Regions from separate parts of the Mus musculus genome. Here region 2 is linked to region 1. Evidence: chromatin contacts called from public HiChIP or PLAC-seq data. All regions are on one chromosome and are shown on one strand. Each heading gives the region's core, a stretch centred on a gene start, on an enhancer-like site or on the middle of the called end of the contact. The rest is flanking DNA. Distances are from core to core; before and after follow the strand shown.

Evidence for each region. HiChIP or PLAC-seq counts read pairs in DNA pulled down with a chosen protein or histone mark.
Region 2: a CTCF HiChIP or PLAC-seq map of the NIH/3T3 cell line shows a contact between it and region 1, with 18 read pairs. The contact joins two enhancer-like sites. A contact is called at or near these places in 2 of 15 datasets of contacts at CTCF or cohesin (CD8 T cells and the NIH/3T3 cell line), 18 of 484 Hi-C or Micro-C datasets (the AML12 cell line, the C10 cell line, the HPC-7 cell line and 12 more) and 12 of 115 datasets of contacts at active chromatin or transcription factors (the HPC-7 cell line, bone marrow-derived macrophages, embryonic basal ganglia and 7 more).

What each region holds. Positions count from the first base shown.
Region 1 is chr3:121,548,875-121,554,863 of GRCm38.p6, reverse strand. The region is part of intron 1 of Gm40135 (a long non-coding RNA gene); the gene reads right to left. Among named protein-coding and RNA genes, the nearest start is that of Gm40135, 6.6 kb to the right of the region's middle. Within about 2 kb of position 3,928, at least 7 of the 459 cell types and tissues checked have an H3K27ac peak or open chromatin away from gene starts, as enhancers often do. A contact at or near this core is called in the NIH/3T3 cell line, where this site is marked.
Region 2 is chr3:121,702,921-121,708,704 of GRCm38.p6, reverse strand. No RefSeq gene overlaps it. Among named protein-coding and RNA genes, the nearest start is that of F3, 18 kb to the left of the region's middle. Within about 2 kb of position 2,339, at least 40 of the 459 cell types and tissues checked have an H3K27ac peak or open chromatin away from gene starts, as enhancers often do. A contact at or near this core is called in the NIH/3T3 cell line, where this site is marked.

The DNA.
Region 1 (5,989 bases), core at 2,679-5,178:
ACTCTTCTCTCTCATGGTCCCAGGGATATGAGTTTCTGCTTTTATGCAGATAAGTCTCAGTGTGACACTCATCATGCTTTGTTAGTCTCTGTATCTGGCCACAGTAGCTACTCCATAAAAGTGTGTTGGTTTGAAGTAACTTAGGAAATAAATAGATGGGAAAAAATGCTCTCTACATCCTTAGCCATGAGGGAAATACAAGTCAAGACCATATTTCATAATTGTTAACATTAAATTAATTATTAATAATTAGTAATGATAAAAGCAAAAATATTAGTGAGGTTTGGGGGTGAGCATGAACCCACGTACACTGCTAGTGGATCCAAACTAGTGCAGCCACTGTGGAAATCAGATTTCATTGATTGGAAGCAGCCCTCACATTAGGGCTCAGTGGGAAGGGAAGGCGTGCCCGTGCATCCGCAGAATGATTCAGTCTTGTGTTCAAACCTCTTCTTAAAATGCTATACCTATTTGGTGAAAATGGTGTTCTTCTAAACGTTGTACAATGTGGGTTCAAATCTTAGTTCCACCTACTACCCATGGGCCTTCAAGCGGGTTCTAAAAACTCAATGCACCTCACTCAGCAACTAAGATGAGACCAGTAGTTTCCTGTAAAAGTGTCACGGGGATTCAGCGGTGTCACAAACAAGAAGTCCCAGCATTGTCCTGGTACTTACTAACTAGATAATCAGTAATAGTTTATCGAGATGTCTCTGCTATTCCTGGTGTTCAGAGCACCACCCTATATGTCAAGGCTAAAGGATTTTGTCTTGATTTTTAACTCCAGCACTCAGGCAGATAAACACTCACTCTGATATGTTATGATAAGGTAGGACCACAAAGCTGTAGGAACAAGGGTGAGTCAATTCCTAGAGCTTCGGAGATTAAGGAGGACTTCATCAGGACAGAATAGGCCAGACATCCCAGGGAGACATTCCATTTCTTACATCAAAGACAAGATAGGAGTGCAGAGCACGGTGAGGTTGGGCTGTGGCCTGGGGTTTCCTTTAGCTTACAGAGAATCACTTTCTTCTGGCCTCAGCAAACACAGCCTGGGCTGTGGGGCTGATGGGAAGATCTTTCCAAGGATGAAGGATGGAACGTGTGGGACCCTCACAGACTCACTGCTGTCTCTGATGTGGGGACACCAGGCAGAGTGTACCCTTCAGTCATCTAACTCGTCTGACTGCTGGTGGGAAGGGCAGATTTGCTAAGAGCCCAGCAAGGGAAATGGTGGGAAAGAATTCTTCTTAGAAACCTGGACCAGCCTTCCCTAAAACCTCAGGAAAATCCACAGTCGCCTGGCAGCTTGGCTGAGGCGGTGGCCCAGCAGCTGAGGCAAAGCCAGCGAGCCGCCCCATACAGCTTTTTGCCACAAAGTCCGTGTTTCTTTTGGATGCCAGCCATCGCCACAAGTCACACACAAGATTTAGTACCAGAAGCAGAGTCACACAGACTGTAACGCTTGCGAACTTCCACAGATAAGCCTTCGCCTCCGTGACTGTCAAGGAGGATTCGAAGAGAGGATTAATGCCTGACTCTGGAGAAATTCTAGACGCGTGTATATATTTATCCATTTGGGGAAAGGCCATTCCAGCAATGTAATCATCTCATCGCCAATGTAATTTGGGGCTGAAACTTTTAACTGTGCTAATCTTGCCTGCATTTTCTCCAACCCCTTATTTCCATCAAGAAACCAAGCCTTGTGTTTCTCATCGGGACCTTTGGTAAAGTGGAGAGCCGATGTCATTCCAGAGCCATAGAGACCAGAGGCTTGGGGCACAGGAAGAGAGGCGTGAAGGAGCAATGAGTTAGAAATGAACTTCCAGAAACTGGCTCCATGCTCACCAAGGATCCCCGGGACCAGAATTAGACCTGACAGGTATGCAGAGAGCCCAGCCAGCTGCCTAGGCAAACGGGTAACTAGACGGGACTTAAAGACAACTCAACGAGACTCTCAGTGACTTAGTACAGACAACTCCCAGTCAAGACAGAGTCCTTCAAATGACTGAGCTGGAATTTCCTCCCAGACAAATAAAACAGGGACTAAATGAGCACTCTTTGCCAGTAAAAGCAGCCTTTCCTTTCTCTCCCACGTGGAGAGCTCGCGACTGCGCCCGCCAGAGGAAACTGTAATGGACCTTCCGGAGGTCGTTACCTGGCCAGACACTTGTGATTCTCAAGACCCTCCTCCTTGTCCTCATTGCTTCTAAATAGCCAAGTTCAAGTCCCAAAGAAGAGGTACAAAGTGAGATCTATATGAAGATGTACTTACATTCCAAAAAAAAAAAAAGATATATGATCTTCCCAATCTACACGGACAGAGTTCTAGGGACTATGTTTGGGAATGGACGTTGTGAATATGGGGTGGGGGAGAGGTAGGGAGAGATTAGGAGGAGAAATAGGAGGAAAACTGACATCAGGGCGTAATATGTGAAGGAATAAATTAAAAATATTAAAATCAAAGAAGAAAGACTATAGGATGAAGTTAGATGAGGCCCAACTGGTTGCCGTGGTCTGCAAAGCAGAGATTCTGGGTTTAGTGCTGTGGCTTGATGAGACGGAAAAGGTTCTAGCCAGTGGTCTGCAAAGTCGTGCTCCACAGAGGAAAAGCAGTTTTGATGTCGGAACTCTGTTTCCTTTCCATTTTTGTTTTTTGTTTGTTTTGTTTTGTTTCAATACTGGGGTTGTACCTCTGGCCTCCTGCTGGGCCAGCTTTGTACCCCTCCACTCCAGCCCTTTTTAAATCTTCTGTTTGGGAATCAACAAGGGTCTCATTGTCCAGGATGACCTTGAATTCACTCTACAGCCCAGGCGAGCCTTGAACTTGTAATCTCCCTGCAGGAAGAGGCAATGCCACATCCCTGGGGATGCTGCAGAGAGTTAAGTACCACTGTGGAAGATCAGCCCGGTCTGTGATGCCTGCCGCATCTTCAGCTTGTTTATTTAGCTGATGCAGAGAGCAGACAGTTCTTAGAGAATGACAGTGGAGTATGACTCCAAAGTAGCTGATCTTCAAGTTGTGGCTTCATTGCAAGGCAGCATGTGCCCCATTGCGGTATGCAACTCTTGATCCAGCAATGGATCCACTCAATGAATGAAATAATTATACAGTCATAAGAAAGGAGGAGGAGGAGGAGGAAGGAGGAGGCCCTCACCTCACCCCACATACAATTTAAGATGGGGAGAGAGATCTGTTTCTCCTCATTTCATGTATGTAAGTGTTTTGCTTACATGTACACATGTGTGCCATATGAATAACTGGGGCCCGTAGAAGCCAGAAGAGAACATCCCCTCAAACTAGACTTACAGATAGGTGGGTGCTGAGGGCTGAGCCCGGGTCGTCTGCAAGAGCAGTCAGTGCTCTTAACCACTAGGCCATCTCTCCAGCTCCACAATTCAAGATGGATGATGATCAAAATTGAAATTGTAAGACTATGAAACTTCTAGGAGAAAAATAGATGCTACCACTTTCGGTTATGTACACATTTGTTAGATGTGACACCAAAATCATGACCTATAAATTTTAAAGTATAACACTGGCCTTTATCAAAATCGAGCTTTGCTACTCCAAAGGAGTCATTAAGAAAATTAAAAGATGTATTCCACATCTCAAAAAAGGATTCATTTTAAAGAAATGTTAAATGTTTGGGGGTGGGGCATGACAAATATGGTTAGCTAGATTTAAGCATTATACAACATATATATGTATCAAAAAAATACAAGATTCCCCCATTGACATGTATAATTTTTATGTTTGATGAATCACTTAAAGTCTGAGGAAAAAAATTAAAAGACAAGCCACAACCTAAGGCATGGTGTTTGCAAAGTACATGTTCTATAAAGGACTCGTCAGAATTTTTACAGTGTAGTAAGAATAACCCAACAGAAAGGAACAAACGGGCCAGAGAGACAAGTCAGCAGGTAAGAGCATTTACTGAGATCAGCACAGTGACTCACACTGTAGATCTCTGCACTGGGGAAACAGAGGTTGGTTGATCTCTGTGAGCTCGAAGCCAACCTGGTCTACAGAGAGAGTTCCAGGATAGAAACCCTATCAAGAAAGACAGAAAGGAAGGAAGGAGGAAAGAAAAGGAAGGAGGGAGGGAGGGAGGGAGGGAGGGAGGGAGGGAGGGAGGGAGGGAGGGAGGGAGGGAGGGAGGGAGGGAGGGAGGGAGGGAGGGAGGGGAAACAGTTCATCTGTAGAAGTCCTGAGTTTGATTCCCAACATCTATGTGGTGTGGTTCACGAATGTCTGAAACTACAGTAACAGTTACAGGGGATCTGGTGCCCTCTTTTGGCCACTGAGGGCACTGCATGTATGTGGTGCACATACAAATAAAAACAATCTTTAAAATTCAATTAAATTTAAACAATAAAATTAAGGGAGGGATAAATCTGATCAAAACATACTTAAATGTCTGAAAAATAAGAAGATATTGATAAAAGAATAAATTATTCCAGATCTTTAAAAACAACCAGACTTAAGAGTTTTTGGTGTTATACGTAGCTCTCTTCTATCAGCCTTAGATTTCCAAAGAATAATTATTCTTTCTGTTGTGAGAACTGAGGGGGAAAGCAACTATGAGAAAGCACAACGGCCTCTGTGATGTGCCTTTGATTCCCTTTCCTTTAAGATTGTTGTTTTGTGATCACTCTGTTTGGCTCAGACGAAGTAGAATCTCAGGCACTGAGAGCATTCGGTCCTGAGTCCTCTCTTTCTTCTAAGCCTGAAGCCATGATGACTTGGATGTAAGCTCACTGCACTTTTGCAGGCCACGCCTTCTCACTTCTAGCTGGGTCTCATTCCCCTGAATTAAATGAAGCTTGCGGCAAGCCTCACCTGGGGCCTGTTCTGTAACCCCTCCATATGCAGAGCGGAGCTGCGGCATCTCGGGCACACGTGTGCATGGCCCATTTGGACACACCATGCATTTCTTTCTTTTTTTTTCTTGTGAGGAAGTTATACATGGTTCAAACGAGTTTTCACTTATTTTCATAACATAACCCAAGTGAAGGCATAGTCGTGATTGCTTTCTAAATCTGTAAATCTCAACTTACTTGAGCTATCAATTAAAGTGTCACTTCAATTAAGATGGATGAAATCTGAGCCGAACTATGTTCTGTTTGTATAAAGAAATTCAGAGCAGAAAATGCACGGCTACGAAAAGCACCAGGCGCCAAATTCAGCATCAGCGGGCCGTGGCTCTGCCTACAGTGAGGGAACAATTGAGATCTAACTTTCTGTCAAGCTGCTTGTTTTTCTCCGATATCAATAATGCTAATTATTAATGTATTTTAAGCTTGATTTCCCATCCTTTTTTCTCACCTTTGTTTGTTTTTGGTTTTCCAAGTTAGAGGTCAACCAGTTTTTCCCCAGTGAGGAGAGTATCTGATACCAAATTCCAAATTATTTGGTCAAAACCTCTGAGATTCTAGGTAGATGAGATATTATCAAGAGAAAGTCACAGGACACAAGAGAGCCAGAAAATGGTGTAAAAGCAGAGTAGAAGGCCATTCTCCTGATTAAGGAACCGTTTCTATAGCACGCAGGATGCATGTTCATCTGTAAAATTCTAAGAAAACAAACAAACAAGCAAACAAAACCATGAGGCTAGACGGTCAGAGTTTCTCAGCCTTTGGGTCCCAACCCCTTAGCGTTTGAACAACCCTTTCATAATGGTCATCTATCCTGCATATCAGGATACACTACAATACACAACAGTAGCAAAAATATAGTTATGAAGCAGCAACAAGAAGAACTTTATGGCTGGCGGGGTCACCACAGCCTGAGGAACTGTATTAAAGGGTCACAGCATTAGGAAGGCTGAGAATCACTGCTCTACGTGGTATGTATATCTTGGTTGATCTTCATTATTGGTATTCATTTGAGTCTTCCAGAAGGAGGTAGGAAACCAATTCCAGCTGCATTTACAGTTAGCTGATTAAACATCTGGATCCAGAGGAAACTGTACCACAACAGAAAGGT
Region 2 (5,784 bases), core at 1,090-3,589, 160 kb before region 1:
GGTACATTTAGTTTCTTCATCTACATTCGAAATTCTCTTCTTGTTCTGTTTTGATTTTTAAAAATACTTTTCTTTTCGGAGGTAAGAATTCATATAGCCTAGGTTGGCTTCTAACTGACTATGTAACTAAGGCTGGCCTTCAACTCCTGATCCTCCTTCCTCAGCCTCTCAAGTGTTGGGATTTCAATTATGCTCCATCACAAAAAACTTTGATTATTTTTAAAACTTGAAGTAAAATTTCTCCCCAACATAATTATTTTCTAGAAAGAAAGAAAGAAAGAAAAAGAAAAGATCCTTCTCTCTACCTCCCAGACTGAGTTCCTTGAGCACAGATATCCCTATATATTCATCACTAGTGTGTACCTCCAGCAGTTAGAACAGGGCTTGATATATGGCAGATGCTCAACATGTTGAGTGTATAAGGAGGGACTTATTGCTAGGCTCGAGCTTGAGTGCCCTGGAGGTGAAGGATAGACACTGTGCTCTAACTAGACAAAGTGCATGGTTCCTGGGACCAGGGACCAGGGACCCATAGCTGTGGGTCTAGATTTATGTGAACTCACAGGTGTCTGTCTGAACTCTGAACTGATCAGATAAATTGCAGTCATTAGGAAAAAAACAAAGAAAAGATCTGTCACAAACTAACCTTGAATGACAAGGAACATGGCTATGAGAGACAGAGTTATTGTTTCAATAAATATTCTTTTTTATCCAATTTATTTTTACTTTATGTACATTGGTGATTTGGCTGCATGTATGTAGGTGTGAGGGTGTTGGATCCCCTGGAAGAGTTGTGAGCTGCCATGTGGGTGTTGGGAATTGAGCCCAGGTCCTCTGAAAGAGTAGCTAATGCTCTTAACCTCTGCAGCATCTCTTCATCTCATAGTAAATATTCTTATTTTACAATGACATAATCTGTTATAGATGTAGTAAAGTCTGACTAGGTATATACATAAAGGTGAGATATATTTTTAAAATATTGAAAATTATAACACATTGTAAACTACCCCTTAAAACATGCAAATTACTTAAAATTTATTAAACATTATTTATTAACCTTTATTTTTTGCTATAAAAAATACTATGAGCAGAAGCAACTTATAGACAAACGCTCAATTTGGTTTATGGTCACAGACCAGTCAATAATGGGGGTGTCAGCACATAGCTGGAGCAGAAAAAGGAGAGACGATTATCGTCACCGCAGAGAAACAAAGAGAAATGGTAGGAGGCTATAAAGTTGCCGAGAGCATCTCAGTGATGGACTTTCTCCAGCAAGACTCCGCCTCCTAAAGTCCCATAACCTCCCCAAACATCTCCAGACTCAGAATCCTCACCTCTGCCCTACTGGGAAACAGCCTTAGATGGAGTTTCCAACTCAACCAACCTTTGTTGCTCCAACACTGCGTGCTCCAAGCATTGTGCAAAGTGGTGGCCAGAGTTCACAACAAGGGCTTCTCTGACCACAGGATTTAGACTGAGCATAAAGGATGGACTTGTGGCAAAAGAAAGAGGTCCTGTGTTCATCATAAATGTGTTACTCCTCTGTGACCACAGGCAAGGCATTTATCTTCTCAGGATTTCTGTTCCTCCCTTTCAGAAAGAAACTATGGATCAGGTGTCCCTGTGGCTAGTTCTGCCTCTTGATTCTCTATTTCTTCACAGTTGTGCTTTATGGGGAGTGAAGAGTGGACCCTTCTTAATGAACACTCAGTATGTCTGAGCTGGATTTTAACACAAGGCTTTAATATGAAGATGATGTATGTATCATATGAGTCTGAAATAGGGGGAAATTAAATTAAATCTACAGGTGACTCTGAAAAATTGGAAATGAGCTTTCAAAGGAGCCATGTCATGGCCTATGGTGATATTACTGGAAGAATGCGACTTCCTCTGTCGCTATTTAGAGCATAAGAAAGAGCTCATTTGAGCAGTGTAGGAAATAAAAGGTCCATTGTGAGTGGCTGAAGAGGTTTATCCGGATGTCTGTAGTCAACTCAGACATTCACAGTCATTCTTTGCCCAATGAACACACAATGTAGTCACATTGATGTGTTTTATTAACGTTCCTATTTCTAGCGGGAAGATCTACTCAAATGACATCATAGTTCTTAATCTCCAAATGGAATCTTCATGTCGCCCGTTTTAAAAGAGAGCCAAAACCCAAGATAAATTTGATACTGATTGTCTCCCCTTGAGAGCTACATTTCATTACTTTAAACAAATCCAATACAAGGTGTCCAGCCTTTGGAGTTAGCAAAGTCTTCCTTTCTCTAGGCTCCTGTAGTGTTCCTGTGCTCGGTTCCTGGTATCTGCCCTGTGGATATCTTGCACGTATAAGAAAGCTAGTGCATTACTGTGGTGAAGCCTTGGGCTCCTGGCCAGAGCTGGATTTCAGATTCTGGTCCTGTTATTCACAGCCCTGTCACTTTGCCAAGTGCTAACTTCTTTTAAGTCCACTTTCCAAATTTGTAAAAGACGACACCTCTTCCTACCTCATAGAGTCATTGTGAAAAATCTCATTCTTCAAGTGTATTAAAATATACAGTAATTAGTAAAGTCAAAACGACAGAAAACGTTAGCTTGAATTGTTGGTAGTTATGAGCTAGAAAGAGAGCATTTCATTTCTGCTCCCTCCCTGCAATCCACACAGCAGGGCTATGGCTTTCGTCAGTGAGCTTTAAGCCTGAAAATCAGCTGTCTGGAGCAAAGGATGCTTCTGGACCACAGCATGAATGTTCGTTCCACCTGAGATGATGTGAATGAGTATCCTGATGTCCTGTTAGCCACACGCCATAGACTGCTATTTCATATTGTTGTGATGTGCTTACGTAGTCAGGAAGAAACAGTGAAAAGAAATACTCAGCCAAAAAGAGACAAGAGGAGGAATTTCAAAAATTAAATTCCCAGCTTTGTCTTTAAAAAAAAATCGCTATCATCTCATGTGTTTGTTTGTACAGACAGTAGCTTGCTCTTTATGAAATGTTTAAAATCTTTGAGGGTACCCATGTGTATACACATACAACTTCTTCAAAGCCTTGCTAAGATGTTAAACATAAACACCCTCAATATAGGCATAGTCTCAAAGTCTTTTCAAACCAGTGAATACAAACACTATTCCATGTTCTTCCCAGGATCCCCCTACCAAATGAACATTCTCATTCTCTCTCTCTCTCTCTCTCTCTCTCTCTCTCATTCTCTCTCTCTCTCTCTCTCTCTCTCTCTCTCTGATGATAATAGTACTTGATTTCATGTACTGGTTCTTAGTCTCCCTGTCTCTCTCTGTCCATCTGTTTCTGTCTCTGTTTGTCTCTGTCTGTCTCTGTCCCTGTCTCTCTGTCTGTCTCTGTATCTCTCTGTCTCTCTCTGTCACACACACACACACACACACACACACACACACACGCACGCACGCACACACACACACACACACACACACACACACACACACACACACACACTTATTCCAGTATGGCTAGTGTGTGCTCTACCACTGAGCTGTATTCTCAGCCTCCTTTTGCTTTTTGCCCTGAGAAAGTCTCACTAAGTCACTTGGGCTGGCTTTGGACTTCCTGTGTCGCCTAAGCAGCCCTTGAATTTTCAATCTACCATGTCAGCCTCTCCACATCTGGGATTACAGACCAACACTGTCGGACTTGGCTTAAATATATTATAAATCATTATATCCTGATAACCATGACCAGGGCTAAGCTAGCTTTGCCTCAAACTATTGGAAACTTATTATCTTAAAATCTCAAGGGCATTTTAAGCAGAATAATTATTGTGTTCTTGGAAAGGGGAATAAAAAACGAGCTAATCAAAACAGAAAGGTTTGGCTTAAATTATGTCTAAGACTGGGACATAAATCTGTTTGGCCTAAATTATGTCTAAGACAGGGACCTAAAATTCCTGGGATCTTATCTTAAGAATTTTAATTCTAATTCTTAAGAATTTTGGAGATAAGTAGTAGCCGGGCATCCAAGTGTGGTGAGAAGCTAGACTGAACCCATAGTTGCCTGGGGCTGAATGGGGGTCTTAGCCACTTTGAAGTAAATACAGAGGATTCTAAGAGACCACAGGGCTTTCCTGTTGTTTACACATATTCAGTATCCTGTAGGTAGTCCTTCTGGAGAATTCCATAGACAGGGGTTCTTCCTAACTCCTTAAGACTGGAGACCTGGGGCTGGAGAGATGGCTCAGTGGGTAAGAGCACCCGACTGCTCTTCCGAAGGTCCGAAGTTCAAATCCCAGCAACCACATGGTGGCTCACAACCATCTGTAATGAGATCTAATGCCCTCTTCTGGTGCATCTGAAGACAGCTACAGTGTACTTACATATAATAAATAAGTAAATAAATCTTTAAAAAAAAAAAAAAAATAAAGACTGGAGACCTCTCCTGCCTGTTGCAGCTCTGCTCTCACGAGCATCTTTCTTTGGTTGGGGGCGGGGAGCAAAGCAGACCAAAGAAGTTTCTCCTTCATTCTCTTCTTCCCTCTCAGCATACAAATCCCACATGAAACTTTTTTTTTCAGCTTCCAAATCAGACAATAAATTTTGCTTCACAGTGTGAAGCCAAGTAATAGATGTGCATCAGTAATAGACTACTCTAGAGGCAGACTCCCCACAGTGGAATGCATAATGGAGATTAGAATGAACAGGATCCTGCTAACAGGACAGCAGGTGACTCACATAAACATATGTCTGAGTAAAAGCAGCCAGGCAGAGAAGGATAGATAGACGCCGTATGATCTCTAAGTCAAGAGAAAGAAAAAAGAATGTGGATGGAGATTCCCACCTGCGGTTCTTCTGGGGTGCTGGATACACAACTGTGTTTTTTGTTAAAACAACAACAACAACAACACTTAACCAATTTATTTGCACATCATATGTACAGTTTCTATATATTCCATTCATCCAAACCTTTAAAAAGGTTTGTGGAAAGCCAGTGAGTGACTCAGCACACTGGCCCAAGTCCCTTCAGACTATTGCTTGATACCGCTTCCTTATCGCTCAGCCTTTCTGCATGTGGTGATTGATGTCAGGAGAAAACTCTTCAAGACCTTTCAGAACATCCCATGATAGCATCCCTGATAAGCATCATCAAGGGTTTGTAATTTTTGAGGACTAGTGACTTCCAGATGTCTGTATTATTAATTTTGGAAACCTCTCGAGAAATAGACTGTTCTTGCTGGAATCATGTGAGCTAGTATCCAAACCATGCCCTTGCCAATATCTAAACCCTGCCCTTTGTGTCAGTGATCAGAGGGAGACATTTTTACCCCCAGTGGCGAGACGGCTGAGGTGGTTATGGACTGGTGCAAGCCTTGTGTACTTGGGTTCATATGAGATTTCTCACAGTTGCCTGATGTCTCAGGGGAGGGGTGAACAGCTAGGGGCATGACTCAGCAAGGCTTCAAGAAGACCGCTTAAGCCCTATCATGCGGGCAGTCTTTGAACATTGCTCTTTATATTCAGATAGTTTGACATCTGAATTCATCTAGAGATTATTAAGGAAGAAAATAAATCAAGTGAGTATCTTAGCTCATCTTTATATGTCTTTAATGAAAGAGCAAGGGCTTAAAGTAGCTTCATGTTCATGATGACATAGGAACCCAGACCTCTCCCATGATCATCAGAAGGGCAATCTTAAGATCGTTTTCAAACTCTTGAGTCTCTAAACATGTGTATGTAGTTTGAATCTTTAAATAGATGACTCTGGAGTAAATATATTATGAAAAGCTTCATTTAACTATGGGTTAGCAGCCAAATAAAATAATACATCCTAT